4 separate regions of the Sus scrofa genome follow, and all the other regions are linked to region 1. The links are chromatin contacts, called in public promoter capture Hi-C maps. All regions are on one chromosome and are shown on one strand. Each heading gives the region's core, a stretch centred on a gene start, on an enhancer-like site or on the middle of the called end of the contact. The rest is flanking DNA. Distances are from core to core; before and after follow the strand shown.

Region 1 (2,823 bases), core at 297-2,796:
CTCAGAGAAAGGACGTCTCACAGCCAGAAAGCAGAGCTGGGAATCCAAGGGCTTTGCTTTGAACCCACTTCCCCTGACGTGTGTGTGGCAGCCTCCACCCTCTCATAGAGTCCATTCTCTTCCCTAAGCCTCATTCTCCACACACCATTCCTCCTTCCCCAACCAATCAAGCTGGATGGGAACAGGATATTATGGTCTCCTTTCAAGAACACTGTCTGCTGAGCCAGGGAAAACCACTTCCTAGCAAGGCAGGGGTCCTGGGAGACAGGGAGAGGGCACGGGGTGGAGGTGGGGGTACCCACACCAGGCAGCCACTGCCTGGGGCAGAGCCAGAGAAATATGGGGCACACTGAGGGCAGAGATAAAAGCAAGCCTGAAAAGCTGAGGGAGAGCTCTGCCTCTGACCCCCCCCCCAGTTCCCTCATGCACCTCTTCCTGTTTCTCCTCCCAATTAGAGTCTCCCCACTTCAGGGAATCCACCCTCAGAAGCCCTTTCCCTCCTGCACCCTCAACCCTCGGATGTCCCCGCTCTATGTCCCCCAACCTACTGTCTCCAAGCCCTTACCCTAGAGCTGTCCCCTTTCGACTTCCTCTTTCTCGGTTTCAATGCCCTCTGTCAGGTCTCCCCATCTCTGGGGAGGGGTACCAAATCCAGTGGCTTGTCCTTGCCCCCAAAGCCTCATCCCCATCTCTCGCACTCCTGTGCCTATTACCTACCCTCCGTGACCTCTTCCACTGCTCCCCACACATCTCTAGTATCCACTCCCTACGCCAAGCCTTCTCCCTTTTCTAGCACGCTTTCCCTAACTCTAAAGCCCCATTCCCTACAGTTGCCTACTTCCCGTTTCCAGTGTCCAGTCTCTTCCTCTTGAAATTCTGTCTCCTTCATCAGCAGTATCCCGCCCAGTTCCAACACCCCCTCTCCGTCTGCAGTGTCAGCTTCCTGCCTCTAGAGACCCCCGTCTCTCCCAGCCGAAGGTCTTCCATCCTTCTCCAACTATCCGGTCACACTCCCAGAGAGCTCTCTTCTTGGGATGCCCCCTCGCCACCTCCAATTCCTTCTCCCCACCTCGGAGATCCTTCTTCGTGAGTTGCCTGCCAGTTTCAAAACCCTTCAGCCACCTCCAATGTCCCCTCCCGCACAGACCCCTCCTCTTGTCATCCGGTCTCCAAAGCCCCCTAGCCTTGAGAGCCCCGTTACACTCTGGCGTCCAGAACCGCCGCCCAGTCCCCTTCCCCGGCCTTTGGTCGGCCCCAATCTCGAGAGCCCCCGCCTGGCCCAGACCATTGCACCGCGGCCGGGGGGGCTTGTCAGTATCCCACCGCGCCTCGAGTACCTGCACATGGACCCACCCTCTGCCCATCCCCAGTATGGGCGCGCCCCCGTTACCATGGCGACCCCCGTCCGACCCCAGCTTCTGGGAGGCCCCGGTCCCACGGCTTCTGGGAGGCTCGGGCTTTGGCGGCTGTTGGGGCACCCGGGGCTAGAGCGGACTTCCGGCAGAAGAACTCGCCCGCCCTCTCTCGCGCACAGCCGGCTGGGAATTGTAGTCCGAAGAAATGGGGTCGTTCGTCTGAGCGGCACGCCAGAGAAATGGGCCTGTCCCGCGTCCCAGCATGCTACGCGACTATCCTTTTCCTCGCGCAAGGTTCGGTCTCCAAATGCATTCTGGGAGCCGTGGGTGAATGTCTCCTGGCAGGACTACAATTCCCGAAATGCTGGACAGCCAGCAAGGCAAGGGTTGCACTCTAGGAAATGTAGTTCGGACAGCCTTCCTTCTCCCTCCCACCGCCCCCCCAACAAGGCAAGAAGGACGTACTGGGAATAGCTGTTTTAGCAGAACACTGTAAATTAATTGTATTTTAATAACAAACAAATAAATTAAAAATCAATCAATAAGAAACTACGTTGGGGGAGCATGGTCACCCAGTACTTTGTTTAGAATATGTTAAGCGACTTATGTGGGACAGTGGCTTAAGCGCATGAATTTGGAAGCCAGAACTGTATGCAAATCGTGCCTTTATTTCCTAGCTGTGTGACTCTGGGCCAGCAACTTCACCTCTTAACTCAACTTCTTTAACTGTAAAAGACGGTTGATCAAGGGGTCACCTCAGTAGAGTTGTTTTAAAGCATCCGTAAGTTTCCAAAGTACTTAGCCCAGTGCTGGACATATAGTATGTGTTATGTGTTTGTTTGTTTGTTAGGGCCACACCCTCCGTGTGTGGAAGTTTCCAGGCTAAGGGTTGAATAGTAGCTGCAGCTGCTGCCTGTGTCAGAGCCACAGCAACATAGGATCTCAGTCACATCTGCAACCTATACCACAGCTCACAGCCACTCCAGATCCTTAACCCACTGAGAAAGGCCAGGGACTGAACCCACATCCTCATGGATACTAGTCAGGTTCCTTACCACTGAGCCACAATGGGAATTGCCTTCCCCCATTTCTTTGATCGCTGACCTCTTTTCTTCCTTTGGCTTAAACATCACCTCCGCAGTCCTATATGGGGGAACCCAACATACGAAGTTCCCCTCTTCGACCCCCCACATTCTCTAGGTCAGCAGTTAGATTTCTTTAAAGCCTTTTTACAGCTGTTAATGATTTTATTTGGGGTGTGTGTCTCTGTGTGTGTGTTGCCTCCGTTGAGGGCAGGGAACCTGTTAACAATCTACATCCCCTAGAACATGGTGGCACATAGTAAGCATTCAGTAAAGGGATGGATACTGAGGGGAGACTTGCTCTAAGAAAGCAAGGTAAATTAGGAGTTCCGTCGTGGTTCAGAGGTAACAAACCCAACTAGTATCCATGAGGACGCAGGTTTGAT
Region 2 (2,738 bases), core at 7-2,506, 170 kb after region 1:
CCCACCCAACTTGGCAACATCAAAGATTCAAGACAGTCTGCAGAATCTGGAGGGGGATCTAGGACCAAAACTGCAGAACCTAAATCTGGGGACGGGAAGATTCCAAGAGGTCAGCTTGGTCAATGTCTCCCTCACATCCCCATGGCCACCCCCTCACTTCCTTCTCAAACCTTCACACCAACCGTTACCCCTCCCCGCTCCCCCAGGCCTCTCTCCAGCCTCCCCGCTCAGTTTACTAAATCCACGCTGCTATCAGGTGTGCTCTTCCTGGAGGTAATTCACATCCACTCAAGTCCCTGGTGTGGCACTAATCGGGGCTAGTCGGGTTACAGCCATCCCCACCGCTACACCTGTCCACGATCTCTAAAGCCCATCCTCTCCAACCCGGACCCCTCCACCCCCACCCAGCACCCTGCCAAATGAGGCCCCACCCCCTGCAGCCAGGAGCACCATGCCCTCCAATCAGCTCAGAGCTGCTCTTCTATTGGGTGTTCCCTCTTCCAACCCAGAACTTGCCCTCTCTTCTGTGGGGATCCACGCTCCCGCCTTATGCAGAGTGGTCGCCTCTTTAATCCGAACTGGCCTCTCCAACGAGGCCCCCCTCTTGTAGGCAACTCCCTCGCCCCTAGCCCTCTTTGAAAGCCTCCGCCATCCGGACAGGGCCGTTTGATAAGGCTGCCTGTCCTGGCCCGACAAAGCTCTCCAGTCCCTACTGAACCTCATTAACCAGACCCGCGGTCGCATCTGCAAGCCCTTCTATGCGGACAGTCTGCGCTCTTGCAGCCAGCGCTTCCCTGCTCTTACACGGAAGCCGTTCCTCCTCCTGAGCCTCTCCCTGGGCCAGGTTTCCAGCAGGGTCCCACCACCATCCGCTAGCGCGCGCGGGCAGCTCAGCTATTCGGAACCCCTACTCCCATCCGAGGCCGACCCCATCCCCAGACCTGTCTCATGAGCCTTCCGAAGGAGCCAGGCATCTGCGCGATCCAGCTCGGACACCGGGGGCGGCGAAGCCCCAGAGCGGGGGCCGTGGCCAGGGGCAAAGGACCCCCGGGCGCCCCCGCTCCGGGGCCGCGGAGGCGGCAGCAGCGCCCCCCGGAAGCGGAGTCGGGCTAGGCGGGCAGCCCGAGCCCACCACCAGCCACCTCCCATGGTTCGCACTACGGCCGCCGCGCACCGCACCGCCCATGGGCTGCCGGTAGGCTGAAGCTCACGTCACTCGAGCTTAGCGGCCTATCTATTGATTATACGCGTGCCACTCAGGCCCGGTACGCACTGCCCATTGGTCAAAATGGCGCTGATCCCGCCTCTGTCATTGTGCCGGTACTGCGCGGCCCACCTTGTTGTTGGAACTGGACTTCAAATCCCAGCGTTCATTGTGCTTGGGGAAGGCGGGTCTTCTGAAGTCGGAGGCGCGATGTCTGCCGGTACTTGTAGTCTTTGCTAAGTAACTTTAATTCTTGGGGCCAAGAAACCAAAACCAAACAATACTTGTGATGCTTAATGTAGAACCTTTGCAAAATCTCGAAGAGCCCAGAAGAGAAAGTAAAACTCAGCATTAATCCCACCAATGAGTGGTTACTGCTAATATTTTTTTTTTTTTTTTTTTTTTTTTTTTGCCAAGCCCCTGGGCATGCACAACTTCCCAGGGATCCAACCCGGGCCACAGCAATGAGAACGCAGGAGCCTCAACCCACTGAGCCACACCAGGGGATTCTGTCTTTTATCGAAAGAGATGTAAAACGTTTGTTATATGAAAAAAATTAATTTGTCAATCACTAATCAATCATGAACATTGACCTGTAGCACTGAATACTTTGCAACGGCATATTTTTTTTTTCTTTTTAGGGCCGCACCCGGGGCATATGGACGTTCCCAGGCTAGGGATGGAATGGGAGCTGCAGCCGCCGGCCCACGTCACAGCTACAGCCACAGCCACGCGGGATCCCAGCCGCGTCTGGGAACTACACCAGAGCTCACGGCAATGCCGGATCCTTAACCCACTGAGCGAAGCCAGGGCTCGAACCTGCAACCTCATGGTTCCTAGTCTGATTCATTTCCAAAGAGCTACGATAGGAACTCCAGCATATTTTTATCTATTATTTATTATTATTTTGTCTTTGCTAGGGCGGTACCCGTGGCATATGCAGGTTCCCAGGCTAGGGGTCTAATCGAAGCTGTTGCCTACGCCAGAGCCACAGCAACGCCAGATCTGAGTCGCGTCTGTGACCCACATCAGAGCTCACAGCAATGCCTTAACCCACTGAGAGAGGCCAGGGATGAACACGGAACCTCATGGTTCCTAGTCAGATTCATTAACCACTGCGTCACGACGGGAACTCCAGCATAATTTTTTTTTTTAATATTATTTAAGAGTTCCCCTTGTGGCTCATAAGTTAATGAACCCAACTAGTATCTATGAGGACGTGGGTTCGATCCCTGGACTCACTCAATGGGTTAAGGATCTGGCATTGCTGTGAGCCGTGGTGTAGGGTCACAGATGTGGCTAGGATCCTGCATTACTGTGGCTGTGGTGTAGGCCAGCAGCTGCAGCTCTGATTGGACCCCTAGCCTGGGAACCTCCATATGCCACGGGTGTGGCCCTAAAAAGACTATATATACATATATATGTATGTGTATATATATATATATGTATGAATATTTTTTTGAACACAGTACAAGATGCAAAAGTTACAAAGTAAAAAAAAAGTTACAAAATCATCTAATGATAAGTAATACAC
Region 3 (2,845 bases), core at 229-2,728, 150 kb before region 1:
ACCAGGCAGACAGAGACAGAGGATGGCAAAAGACAGAGAAAGAGATACAGAAAGTCACAGAGAAATGGCTGTGGGGCGGGGGGGGAGTGCAAGAAACCCAGGAAGACGTCAGGAGAATTAAGAAATGACATAAAGGAGAAAGGTGCGACGATGCTCCTTAAGTCATTCTGGAGACCTTTGGCTTATCTTCCACCCTCAGAGCGCCCAGGGAATCTAGAAGTCAGACCCCCAGGCTGCCTCAATCTGCCACCTCCTGGGTTAACCAGAACTGGGACCAGGTAGGAAAGTGTTACCAGAGGATCAAGATCACCATGGGGTCCTAAAGGGCTGCGAGCTTCCTCTCAGCAGCAATCCCTTCCTCAGGAGGCCCGAGGATCCCCTCCCCCCACCCCGCCCCCTCCGGAGATCTCCAAGCACACTAGGACTTAGGAAGACGGAGCCCTGGTATGGAGGCTGGGAGAGGGGCGTGCTTGGATCCCGCTGTGTGACCTTGGGTGAGTCGCTGGCCCTCTCTGAGCCTCCGTTTTGTTGCTTTCTGAAATGAGAACTATCACCCCCTATCCTCCAAGCAGCAAGAGGACAACGCCTGCCTAACACTCAGCCCGGGCTTGACACATACTTGGCGCCCAGATGGATTCGCTTTGGGGAAGGGGTGTAGGGAATGGGCTTTTGCATCACACGAGGGTCCGGCGGAGGCGATGCAGTCCCCTTCCCCAGTCTGGGGGCAGGGAGGCCTGATCCCACCCGCCGCCCAGACTCTCCAGCCCCACCCCCCCTCTCTTTTCCCCCTCTTCCCTCCCCCACCCGGACGGGTGTCTGAGCATCCAACCGAGACAGAGAGACAGACACAGACGAGGGCAGAGGGACAGACGGACAGGCGGCCCCTCACCAGCTGCTCTTCCAGGGCTGCTGCAGCCCGGCGCGCCGCCGCCGCATCTTCGTCCTCGTCGGCGTCCTCCTCGTCCTCGGCCTCGGCGCCCCCCATTCCGGGCTGGGCCAGCCGCAGCGCCTGCTGCACGCGGTACTCCTGCCTCTCCCGGAGCCAGTGTAACTCGCAGAGCCCGGCCAGGCTGCCCTCCAGCCAGCCCCGCAGCCGACCCCGTTCGGGGCTCACCGGGAACGAGAAGGCCCGGATCATGGCTGCGGCCCCCCGCCCCAGCCCGGCCGGGCCCCGCGGCCACCCCTCTCCCGGTCCCACCTCCCCGCCCCAACAGCCCGCCCGCCCGCCCGCTGGCCCGGCTGTCACCGTCTCATCTGCATAGGCGCCCGTCCATTGGGCCGCCCACCCGCGCCTTATCTGCATGGCCACGCCCCCGGCGACAGAGCAACCATCGCCTATTGGCCGGTACCCTCCCTTTACGAAGATACTCGGCTGTGCACCCGCGCCCCTCAACGCAACGTATGCTCGCAGCTGCCTACTCGCTCGGCTTACCGGCCACCTCGCCTCGCCACGCCCCGCCTCTCGCCTGCCATAGGGCCCTGGCCACGCCCCCACACGTCACAATGAAACAAGTCCGCCCTTGTTCCAATGTTATTGGTCCGTATCTCCCGGGTCCCCGCAGCTGGTTCCGCCCCCTTGCGGGAGAGCTCAGGCTACCATTGGACTGTCCCGCGAGAGGGGCAGGGGTGATCTATAAATAGAGAATGGGTGCACGTGACATTTTGGCAGCAGTTCCTCTCCCTCCGCCCTTCCTAACCTTCTGCTTCTGAAGATGCGCAAGGGGGCGGAAAGGGTTAAGAATCGAGTCCAGATTTTGCCTCCCCTTCCAGGAAGCCTTCCGAGACATTCAGCTGTAAAACTAGAGGGCCAGGGCAACTTCCGACATCCTCCCATAAACTAATGCTTCTAAGCGGGGCGAGCTTCACTGGCCGGCTTAGAAAGGCCCCAAACTTGGTTTAACATTCTGCTGTTAGTTTTGGATTTTTCATTTTTTGAACAAGGGGCCCCGCATTTTCGTTTTGCTCTGGTAGCCAGTCTTACTTCTGAGAGCATGTCCCAAATTCTGGAAGTGTAAAACCATGGGTGTAATTCTATGATTCCACCCGAACAGAATCTTAGCATCTTTTGTCTCACAGATGCTGTGAGGCTTTGCGCTCACCATTTTACGATTCCAGGGGCCTTTGTTCTATGTTCTAAGAGGCTTTGTTCTCAGCCTTCTAAGATGCTCTGTTCTCAACGTTCTATGGTTCAGAAAAGTCTGAGCCTGACATTCGTTACCAAGGTTCCCTCCTCCCTTCCCTGGCTCGGCAAGCGGGGCTAGCGCCCCCTCAGGCGGCCAACCTGTGTCACTACGCCGAGTGCGAGTACCTACAACCTTGAGGATCAAGCTCCGAAGTTCATGCCCATTTCTCAGATAGACCTTGACTCCCTAACAGCCAAGGCCCAGAAAATCATGTAAGAAGCTCCCTCTTTTATGATACCCCGTGCACCAGATGACCTGGTCCTGAGCTGAAGAGGCAATTTCTGGGAGCAAAGATTCCAGAACCAAACTGCCTGGGGTGAGCCTCAGCTCTGCCACTTTCCAGCTGTGCGACCTTGGGAAACGTGCTTAGCCTTTCTGTGCCTCAGTTTCCTTAGCTATGTAATACTTCCTATCTCACAGTTGTTACGAGGACTGAGATGTCTGTCAGGTGCTTGGAGCAGTGCCTTCCATGTATAAAGTCACAGAGGGATCTGATAAATAAATAAAAAAATCATCTAGCTGGTCCCAAGGAGAAAAATGAATCTGGATTTTAGTAGAGACAAACTATTCAATCCCTTTCTTGTTTAAGACAGACCTAGACTGTCGTAAACTGCCTGAATTCACCAGCGATGGGGAGATGATCTGATTGATGAAGGGGGATA
Region 4 (2,779 bases), core at 248-2,747, 180 kb before region 1:
GGCAGCCGGGAGAGCTGACTCAGAAATCAGAGGAGCCCAGGGTCCAGACCTGCCTCTGTGTGGTCGTGGGCAAGAGACCTTATCACCCTTCATCTGTGAAAACGGTGACAGGGCAGGGACAAGGACGTCATCCCACTTCTTGCTAAGTGCTTGTGGAAAATGTGATGAAGATCATTTTGGAGATTATCTGAGAAAGGATTTCTAAACCCTGAGCAGAGGGTGTACAGAGAGCAAGCACTCAATGCCTGGCGGGTCTTATTATCAGGCAGGGGCAGGGGAAGGCTCCTGGGGGTGAAATTGGCAGGGGTGGGGGCTAGAGATGGAGAAGGGGCGACAGGGTCAGGAGGAGTGAAATGGGGCAGAAGCAAATGGGGAAAGACTTCTCCTGGGAGTGGGGAGTTGCTTGACCGTGGCCACAGCCTCTGACCTCTCTGAGGCTCAGTCTCCAGATCCATGAAATGGGCTCAGCCCCTGGAGGCTAAAGCCGGCTGCTGCCCTCCTCCCCCCCCCCCCCCCCCCCCGCCGCAGGGGCACTCACCATGAGGGGCAGGGAGCACACAGTCATGATGCCAGTCATGAGGGCCAGCAGGATCAGGTGGTCCACCTCGTCCTCACCTGCCCGGGGGCTGGGGACCAGCGAGCCCTGGTGGCGTCTCTGCTGTCGGTACATGCGGCAGAGGCTGAGGGTGACTGAGCCGTTGCAGAGGACGATGGCGGCCACCAGCAGGGCCATGAGGCTGGCGTAGGCCAGCGAGAAGGCGCAGCCACCCAGCTCGGCCGAGCGCAGACGGATGAAGCACCAGCTGCCCGGGCAGTACTGCTGGTGTTGGCCCAGGCCCAGCAGGGGCAGCGCGCAGAAGGCCGTGCAGAAGGCGTAGATGGCAGGCAGCGCCAGGCGGGCGCGACGCGGCCCGTCCAGCTGGGCGTAGAGGTAGGGGTGGCTGAGCGCCAGGCAGCGCTCCACGGCCATCGCGAAGAGGATGAGCGTGGAGGCCAGCCCGAAGAAGGTCATGGCGAAGGCGAAGGCGTCGCACAGCGCCGGGCGGCCCCGGGCCAGGCCCAGCAGCGAGCTGTTGCGGGCGTAGGCCGCGAACACGGCGGGGCTCAGGAAGCACGTGCCCAGCAGGTCGGTGACGGCCAGCCCGGTGACCAGGACGGCGAAGGCCGAGGGCCGTGACCGCCGCCGCGCCCCCAGGATGCCCAGGGCCAGCCCGTTGCCCACCACGCCCGCCACGAACATCAGGGTGCTGGTGGCCGGGCCCACCGAGTCCCGCACGTACGTGAGGTTCCGGCAAGAATCGGCCATCCCCCGCCTCGCCGCGGGCGACCGCCGGGCTGGAGGGGTCCCCGGGGGTGGGAGATGGGGTGGGAGGGGGAGGCCGGGTCCGCCCCTGCGACGCCCAACCCCGCCGGCGCTCCCTGTGGTCCCCGCTGCAGCTGGAGGGAGTGGGCTCAGGTCCCCGTCGACCCGCGGCAGGTCCTGCTGGGCGTCAATTTCTGTCTATTTCTCTCCCCTCTTTCTTTCCTTCTGCCTCGGTCTCCAGGTCCAGTCCTCTCCTCGCCAAGCCCCTAGCGCGTTCTTTCTCCGTCTCCGTCTCTTGCTGTCGCTCCGTCTCTGTCTCCTTCCTGGTCCCTGGACAGCTCTCGCTCCCGGTCTCGGCTTTGACCTCTCCCAGCCCCTCCCCACCGCACCTCTGCAGCCTCCCAGTCCCTCCTCTGTCCCCTTGCTGCTTCTCCTGGGTGTCTCTCGCTGGGTCCAACGCCGAGTGTCAACTTCTCCCTCCTTCCCTCTCTCCTCCCTCCCTCCCCGGCTTGCTCGCTCACCCCGGCTTTTTCATTTCCTCTCTCTGCCCCGCCTCCCCTCCCCTGCTTTCTCCAGCGGCCCCTGGGCTCCCTCCCGCCTTTCCCTGGCGGCTCCCTCCATCCCCCCCTGCCCAGGACAGGCCTCTGCCTCTCCTCCCTGTGTCCTCTCCCCCGGCCCACATCACTGAGCCACCTGCCGTCTCCCCACACTCAGGTCTCTGCCACCCTGTCCCTTCCCAGCATCGCTCAGTGGACCTGGGTTAGGGATCACCTGAGTCATCACACCCAGTGGGGACAGGACCTGAGGGCCACAGCCGACAAGTCCTCAAGGCTGTCTGGTGTGGCCTCTGGCATCTATTCTGGGCTCAGGCTCTGGGGTTAGGACACGGCCAGGGATTGAGACATGACCGGGAAATTCCTCTCTGATGCAGTGTTTTCCAGGCACCACTGGGATTTCTGTTCCCTGGATAGACTTCACTCCTTCCACGAGGCAGGGGGAAGAGGTGGCCCAGAGAACAAAATGCCAGTCCCTGGAGTCCGTCCTGGGGCTCCCAGCTTGCACACTCAGCCACCCCACAGAGCCTTGGGGGGCGCCGGACTTGTCATCCACTGATAAGGGACAGGTCTGCCCCAGGATTTCCACTGCTCTCAGGCATCAAAGGGGGACACACCCCCCACCTCTCACCCCAGCACTCCCAGGCCCCAGGCCAAGCTCTGGTGACCTTGACTTCAAGGAATATTTTAGCCACAGACAGCCGTCCAGGGCTCCAACTCCGCTGTTCCTCCATTTCTCCCACCCCACCCCAAACACATGGCCAGCCGCACAGCCACCACCCTCCAGCCAGTGTAGTCAGCCTGGGTGTCCCCCTGCCAGCACAGTGATCACCATCACTGTTGCCACTGAACCTCATGGCTTCCCCTGCAGCCTCCCCGCCCATGAGGGCCAGGTGGGAGCTCAAGGACCCTCTCAGACACC

Evidence for each region. Promoter capture Hi-C pulls out the DNA fragments that hold promoters and counts their contacts.
Region 2: a contact with region 1 is called in a promoter capture Hi-C map of liver, with 3 times the contacts expected there. The contact joins the promoter of TMEM160 here to the promoter of AP2S1 in region 1. A contact is called at or near these places in 4 of 5 promoter capture datasets (fetal liver, fetal skeletal muscle and liver), 4 of 47 Hi-C or Micro-C datasets (embryonic fibroblasts, heart right ventricle and liver) and 2 of 2 datasets of contacts at active chromatin or transcription factors (alveolar macrophages and skeletal muscle).
Region 3: a promoter capture Hi-C map of skeletal muscle shows a contact between it and region 1, with 5 times the contacts expected there. The contact joins the promoter of DACT3 here to the promoter of AP2S1 in region 1. A contact is called at or near these places in 2 of 5 promoter capture datasets (fetal liver and skeletal muscle) and 7 of 47 Hi-C or Micro-C datasets (embryonic fibroblasts, fetal heart ventricle, liver and 3 more).
Region 4: a promoter capture Hi-C map of fetal liver shows a contact between it and region 1, with 2.7 times the contacts expected there. The contact joins the promoter of PTGIR here to the promoter of AP2S1 in region 1. A contact is called at or near these places in 3 of 5 promoter capture datasets (fetal liver, fetal skeletal muscle and liver), 4 of 47 Hi-C or Micro-C datasets (blood, liver, skeletal muscle and 1 more) and 1 of 2 datasets of contacts at active chromatin or transcription factors (skeletal muscle).

The regions. Positions count from the first base shown.
Region 1 is chr6:52,701,652-52,704,474 of Sscrofa11.1, forward strand. It overlaps AP2S1 (adaptor related protein complex 2 sigma 1 subunit), which reads right to left and starts at 1,547. Exons shown (of 4, transcript NM_001244453.1): 1 at 1,391-1,547. The coding sequence starts at 1,393.
Region 2 is chr6:52,876,005-52,878,742 of Sscrofa11.1, forward strand. It overlaps TMEM160 (transmembrane protein 160), which reads right to left and starts at 1,257. Exons shown (of 3, transcript XM_003127241.5): 1 at 942-1,257. The coding sequence starts at 1,149.
Region 3 is chr6:52,552,780-52,555,624 of Sscrofa11.1, forward strand. It overlaps DACT3 (dapper homolog 3), which reads right to left and starts at 1,479. Exons shown (of 4, transcript XM_003355955.4): 1 at 890-1,479. The coding sequence starts at 1,303.
Region 4 is chr6:52,525,841-52,528,619 of Sscrofa11.1, forward strand. It overlaps PTGIR (prostacyclin receptor), which reads right to left and starts at 1,498. Exons shown (of 2, transcript XM_003355952.4): 1 at 539-1,498. The coding sequence starts at 1,306.